Regions from separate parts of the Gossypium hirsutum genome. Here region 2 is linked to region 1. The links are chromatin contacts, called in public Hi-C maps. All regions are on one chromosome and are shown on one strand. The core of a region is the stretch at or near the end of the contact, and the rest is flanking DNA. Distances in the headings are between cores, read along the strand shown. Region 1 holds the start of LOC107948484 (NAC domain-containing protein 21/22). Region 2 holds the start of LOC107903817 (ethylene-responsive transcription factor ERF070).

Region 1 (3,504 bases), core at 355-2,854:
GCTATCCAGTGTGAAGGTAAAAGAAAGGAAATGAAAATCGACAAAGAAACGAGACAAGAGGGAGAATGTCAAAAGACATTACCCCTTAAAACTATCGTAGATCGATCCAAGGACCCAATTGATCTGTCAGCTTTCTATGCTTTCACGACCTAGAAAATGGAATTCTCTCATCACTCTCCGTTGGTTGATTCATGGATCCAATACATTCGCGGTTATTTTTTTTAAAGGTTTAGATTAGATAATTCAATGACTACTATGTGTGCCGACAATATGCTCCAATGATTGTGAATTTTTTCGTCCTTTACTTTGTGTCGGAGTTACAAAAGGATTAGAAGAATTAGTCATTAAGATTGCAAAAATATGGACATGTTTTAATTTTATTGGTTCGACCCATATCCTATGTGATCCAAAGGGTCAATCTAATAATTTTTCACAAAACAGTTATTTGCCTATTTAATGCCATATATTTACTTATCCCATACAATATTTACCATAAGTTTTTCTAATATTTATGAATACTCCTCTATTTAATTACTTCATTATTCATTCATTTACTATTATTTTAAATTTTTCATGCTATCAAAATAAATAATCGAATTTATCATTTTTTACTACTTCAAATTAACTCAAATATGTAACACATCAAATCTTATGTGATGGTCGTCCCAAGTGTGGCCTAAGTTTGAGCTGTACCAGTTGCATTTATTGTTTGAGTTTTGTTTTGTTATTGTAATTCACCTTATATATATCAATAAAATTTATTGTTGTAATCACACAATAAATTACTTATATGAAAAGAAGAGACAATATTTTCCATATTTTGAAAACTATAATAATATCATACGATAAAACTTTTAATTATTTAAATTTTAAATAATACACACTATCAACTTATACATTATACAAGTGTATATAAACTAGTTAAAAGAATATAAGATACTAGTTGAATATGAAAAGATACCCACTTCAAAGGGTATAATATCAAGAAGTATAATAATTTAAAATTTATTATTTCAAGGATTTAATAATAGAAAAAAGTAATAAATATTGTTTAAAAGAATTTATATATATAAATACAAGTGATGACTATCGTCAGAATAAATGAAAAATAAAATGTATATGTATTTTCGTTGTAGGATTTTTAGTGTATGGCAATTGATTGGTAGTATTGAGAATTAATTGAAATATGGGTTGTAGGATTTTTTTTACCCTTTACTTGTAATAGCATAGTAAAATGAAAAAAAAAAGGTGGGTGTTGTGATTTTTATAAATATCTAATTTTAAGAATTCTCATTATAATTTTTATCATAATTAAAAAAAATATTGAAGAAACTATCACTTTATAGGAGTTAAAAATTGAGTTCACAATTAGAAAGGTATGGGTAAAACAAAATGTAAATTATTGGATTTGATGAGGCCAGCATAAATTTTTTCCCCATTTAATTTGGTTGTATGGGCCAACTTTATCATGAGAGGTTCTCGTTTTCCTTTAGAATTTTAAAGGAATGAAAAGGACACAATGACGAAAGAGGGTTTTGTATAATTACAATTTAGAAGCATATGCATATATATACAAAAGCCAGTAGGTTGGCAACAATTGCCAAATTGCTGATGATAGCTGAGGTCTGAAATCATCCAAATAATTAACACCTAAGCCTTTGTATCCATTTTACCCATTTGACTTAACTTGTTTATTTATTCTCCTAAGGCTTCCCCCTTCTTCCCTGCCTTCTCCTTATCTCAAATACCTCATTTTTGCAAAGCCAATTTTCTTTCTGTGTTTGCCTCTATTGAAGCTTTAAAAATATGAGTAACATAAGGTTGGTAGAAGCCAAGTTGCCAGCAGGGTTCAGGTTCCATCCTAGAGATGAAGAGCTTGTTTGTGATTATTTGATGAGGAAGGTGGCTTTAACTGATACCTTCCAACTCATGATTGAAGTTGATCTCAATAAGTGCGAGCCCTGGGATATTCCTGGTATGATCATATTTATCATACGATTTAATTATGCTGGGTAAACTACACCATTAGTCATGGGCTGTTAAAATCAATGATTTATGCTTTTCTCTATTCGCAGTGTTTGCACCAGTCGAAAGCCCTTTCTCTCATTCTCTTTTACAATTCAGTTTTGTTTTTCATAAAATAACTTTAGACATCACAAATCTGTGAACCAAAGCTTTTTTCTTTGATCTTCAACACTGACCGTCAGATCAACTTGAATTTAAAGTATGTTCTACTGATCCACCTCACTGATCAGCAAATCATTGTTTGGAGCTCGTTGGCAAAACTTTAAAAGAAAAAAAACTTAACCACCCAATAACTTAAATAAAAATTTTCGAATAATTCAATGATAAAACAAAAACTTATTTATAATTTAATGATGAATGGTGTAATTTACCCATATGTTTTTTGTTTCTAAATTTAGTGAAGATAGTCTTTGAGCATGAAATATAGGCATGCATCCATCAAATTTCTTTCAATCTAATTCTTCACGGGTTTTACAAGAATAGTTTCAGTTTTTGCATTCCATGACTGATACAAATATAATTGATTCTTTTTTCCAATTCTTAACATATTTAAGAGACCATATTTCATGTCAATATTTAAATTTGTGTCCAATATAATATTAGATATGAATCTCATAAGAGAGAATTTATATATATATATATTTGAGTGACAGGCGAATCAAGGATATGTTTCAGTTTTCCATTTTGTGGTGGGAAAATGTCTACATTCAGACATAGTTCTTAACGAAATTAAATAAAACGTCTTTCTTGATTATAGCAATGAAGTTGATATAGATATTATGAAAATATATTTACTATTATCATGAATATCTCTTTTTCTTTTTCTTTTTTTGGGGTACAAAATTGTCAAAGAATATTAATGGACTCCGAGAATTACCACTACTTTTCAACTAATTACTCTTAAGAAAAATGTAAAAAAAATTTAATTAGTAAACTAAAATACCTTGCTTCAAATATAAACCCTAGTTTAATATAATATAGTAAACTAAATACCAAATTTACATGAATAATTTCTAATTAAAATTTGACAGCTTTGATTAATTAGTTTAGCCTAGAATCAATAATTTTAGGTTAAAATATATTATAAGTCCATAAAGTCTTCACAAATTTAAAATTTAACCCTTGTATTATTATTTTCAAAAATTTAATCTCTATTTTTTAAATTTTAAAACTATATAAAATTTTTAATTTCTGGAGGCACCAGGGCCCTGCCTCCTCTCCTGCTGTCCCTGCTTAAAGCATATTTTTATCCATAATTTTGATACTAAATTATATTTTCATAAAATTTTCTATTACATAATGACCAGACCCATTTAAAATCGGATTATTTATCTAGCTCGTTTGGGTCTTTTTTTTTATAGTTATTTTAGTTAATTAAATCTGCATTATTATTTAACAATTTAATTATAACTATATAAATATTCTTATTATTGGTGTGAAAATTGGAAAAAAAAATGTAACTATTTTCATATCGCAATC
Region 2 (3,504 bases), core at 607-3,106, 310 kb after region 1:
GTATATATTCCACTCTATGAGGTTCCATATGTATGTTAAAAGTTATATTACATCAGAATCCATCATTAATGGTGCATAAAGGCTTCAGCATGAGAAAACTGATATGATCAATGTGGGCATACTGCACCCAAGAGAAATCTAAATAAACAAAAAACATTACAAAAACATTGCACAACATCTCAAGACATTATTAACCAACAATACTCAATCATCGATGAACATAACCAAACTTTTGGAAGAAATGAAGACATAAGGTGTCAGGAAACAGCAGAATTGGTATATTTACTCAGGTGAGGATGCCGTGCCCTTTGTACTACCACTTTGGCATTCCTGCTCCTTTCAAAAGCACCTTAACCAATAATGAGAACACAAGTTACAAACATCACATTCACATAAACTCCATCCATAGATCCACTCGACGAATTGAGCTTCTTGCTTTGAAATTTAACCATTTTATATCCTATAAAATTACTTCTGGTCTAAATTTCAAAAACATTCGCTGTACTCTATCAGTAATGGGGAAAGTGCATAATTAACTTAAACATCTATATTTGATAAGTACTAAGAATCCCAATTGCTTCAACTTTCACTCATTTACAAATCAATAACTATTCATTCACTTCTATATTAGAAGACAAAAAAATCCTTAAAAATCTACCGACTTTAGAAATTTAACACAAATTGATCGGTGATAGAATAAAAATTTCCAATAACAAGAGTCAAAATATGTACAAGAAAACAACTGACGTGATGGCTACCTCCAAGAACTCAAAGTAACATAAAAGAACATAAAAACAAAAATGGTAAAGAAAATTTCAAAGAAACAAAAACCAAGTCAAAGCAAGGACATATGTACCTTTAGCAGATTGGTTTTCTTTGCTTTACATTCTTCCACCTGAAAAAAAAAACAAAATATGAAATAATCGCGTTGCTCGTGGCAGTTCAATTTCTGACACCATTTTTAAGGTTTACAAGAGGAGAAAGGATGGTGAAATTACCTTGAACTTTGAACGCTTCTTCAAATTTAGTTAACAAAAATCGTTAGTTCTAGTTTACAAAGTAGGAAATGGTGTTAAAAAAGATGTACAATATCATGATCCGATGAAGGAGAAAACAAGAGGAACAAATGTTCGCAGGTTATTACATGCATAAAGTCAAAGATACAAAAACTAAAAAGCCCTAATAACATAAACATCGAGAACACCAAAGGGCAAAAGGGGATAAAGAAGGTTAACATTTACAGAAAATTCAGGACTGAACAGCGTTGCAATCAAGCAACTTAAAGTTAGTAGGAGCGTTAGGTCCACGCAGCTTAACCGCCGCTTGATCATAAGCAACGGCAGCTTCTTCCGCCGTATCGAAAGTCCCCAGCCAAAGCCTCATCCTCCTTCCGTCCCTAATCTCCGCCGCCCATCTCCCCCACGGCCTTTGTCTAACCCCTCGGTACCTCTTCACCTTGCTCTGGCTCGACCCAGCTATTACGTCGTTCTCTTTTGTCGAAACTCCGATAGTGATTTCGTTGACAAGCTTTTTCTTCGGTCGCTTTTGGATTTTCTTCGGAGAGGCCGCTTCTTCGTCGCTGGAAGAGTCGGTAGCGTCGGCGTCGGTAACGGTAATTCGGACAATTCGCCGGGAAATCGGTTGTTGGGGTTTTCCGTTCGGCTGCGGCGGCGACATAATTTTAGGGTTGTTTTTTTTTATAATTTTTTAAATGAGAAAGAAGGTGAAATTATTTGGTTCATATTTAAATTTATTTTTTGTGTTGGAATATTCTTTTGAATTAAACCGTGCAGCGTGCCATTCCGGCACTTCCACCAGTACGCTCCTACATAAAAAGTTTACAAAATGCTTATAGGTTACCGGTTAAAATAGAGATTTTAAGAATTTTGATACAATGTTTGAGGTTTGGTTATATTGATAATAAAAATAAAAATAAAAATAAAAATAAAAAAGTTTTAGGTATTTTGATAAATTAATTATTTTGGTAAAATGTTAGATATTTTAGTAAGTTCATATAAAAATTGATAAATTGATAGAAATATTGATAAAATCTTAGATAATTTGGTAAATCCAAAAAAATATGGGTAAATTCATACAAATTATGATAAAATCATTAGAAATATTGATAATTGTTAAGATTTGGTATACCATTAGAAATTTTGAAAATATTAGTAAAATCTTCAAATATGTTGATAAATCCTTAGAAATATTGGTAAATCTTTAGATATATTGATAAGTCATTGGATATTTTGGTAAAGTTAGAGAAATTTTGGTACTTGTTAAGATTTGGTATAAGGTTTAGAAAATCTGGAAGTATTTGTAAAATTTTAGAAATTTTGGTAAATCGTTAGATATTTTTGTGAAACATTAAAAATTTTGGTAAATCATTAGATGTTTCGGTAAAACCTTAAAAATTTTGATAATTTGTTAGACATATCGGTAAATCCTTATAAATTTTGATAAACTGTTAGATATATTTGTAAATCGCCAAATATTTTGGTAAATTCATAGAAATATTGGTAAAGTTTCAAAAATATTGGTAAATCGATGGAAATTTTGATATATTGTTAGATATTTTGGTAAATTCTCAGAAATATTGGTAAATTGTTAGATTTATTGGTAAGTCCTTAGAAATTTTGGTAAATCATTAGATATTTTGGTAAAGTCATAGAAATTTTGGTATTTGTTAAGACTTCACATGGTGTTTAGAAAATTTGAAAATATTGGTGAAGTCTCATAAATATTGATAAAAAGATAAAAATTTTGATAAATCGTTAGATATATATTGGTAAGTTCTTAGAAATATTGGTAAAGTCATAGAAATTTTGGTAATTGTTAAGACTTGATGTAGAATTTAGAAAATTTGGAAATATTAGTAAAATCTTAGAAAATATTGGTAAAATGATAGAAAATTTGGTAAATTGTTAGATATTCTGGTAAATGTAACACCCCAAACCTAGCATAGGAGTTCAAGCCAAATCTGGACGGGTTGCACCAACGTATTGAAAATTGATTTCAGTAATTATTCAGAAAATATTCAAAACTTTACTTGATTCGTGGTGAAAACTCTTTTCAAAGTTTCACGTTGAGAATCAAAATTCATTTTGTCGACTTGAGTGATTTTGTAGTTTAGTGTTAGAAATTATCAACTACTGATGAATTTAGCAAAAACTAATACGAGCTCAGAAATAGATTACAAACTCAAAAGACCAAAATTTTTTTTACATTATTGCAAAACAATCCTAGCTCCCACACACCATCCGGTCCAAAGTTAGAGACTTACTTGAACACACAAAGACAAAACAAAAGGTGAGCTATAAAGCCCAGTGTATAACCAACATCAATTATAGTTAACAAAACATAGTATATAAATCAGAATAAACACAGCGAATCTAATAGCAAGTGTAATATAATAGAACAACACAACCCAACTAGAACAGGACAAAGCAGAACAAACAGAACAGAGCAGAGCAGAATAGGACAGAACAAAGCAAAACCAAACAG

Evidence for each region. A called contact is a pair of places that touch in the nucleus more often than the background predicts.
Region 2: a Hi-C map of petal shows a contact between it and region 1, with 3 times the contacts expected there. The contact joins the promoter of LOC107903817 here to the promoter of LOC107948484 in region 1. A contact is called at or near these places in 2 of 34 Hi-C or Micro-C datasets (leaf and petal).

The regions. Positions count from the first base shown.
Region 1 is chrD05:53,101,836-53,105,339 of Gossypium_hirsutum_v2.1, forward strand. It overlaps LOC107948484 (NAC domain-containing protein 21/22), which reads left to right and starts at 1,605. Exons shown (of 6, transcript XM_016883048.2): 1 at 1,605-1,975. The coding sequence starts at 1,807.
Region 2 is chrD05:53,409,248-53,412,751 of Gossypium_hirsutum_v2.1, forward strand. It overlaps LOC107903817 (ethylene-responsive transcription factor ERF070), which reads right to left and starts at 1,857. Exons shown (of 4, transcript XM_041092162.1): 1 at 999-1,857; 2 at 857-895. The coding sequence starts at 1,677. The coding sequence ends at 1,249.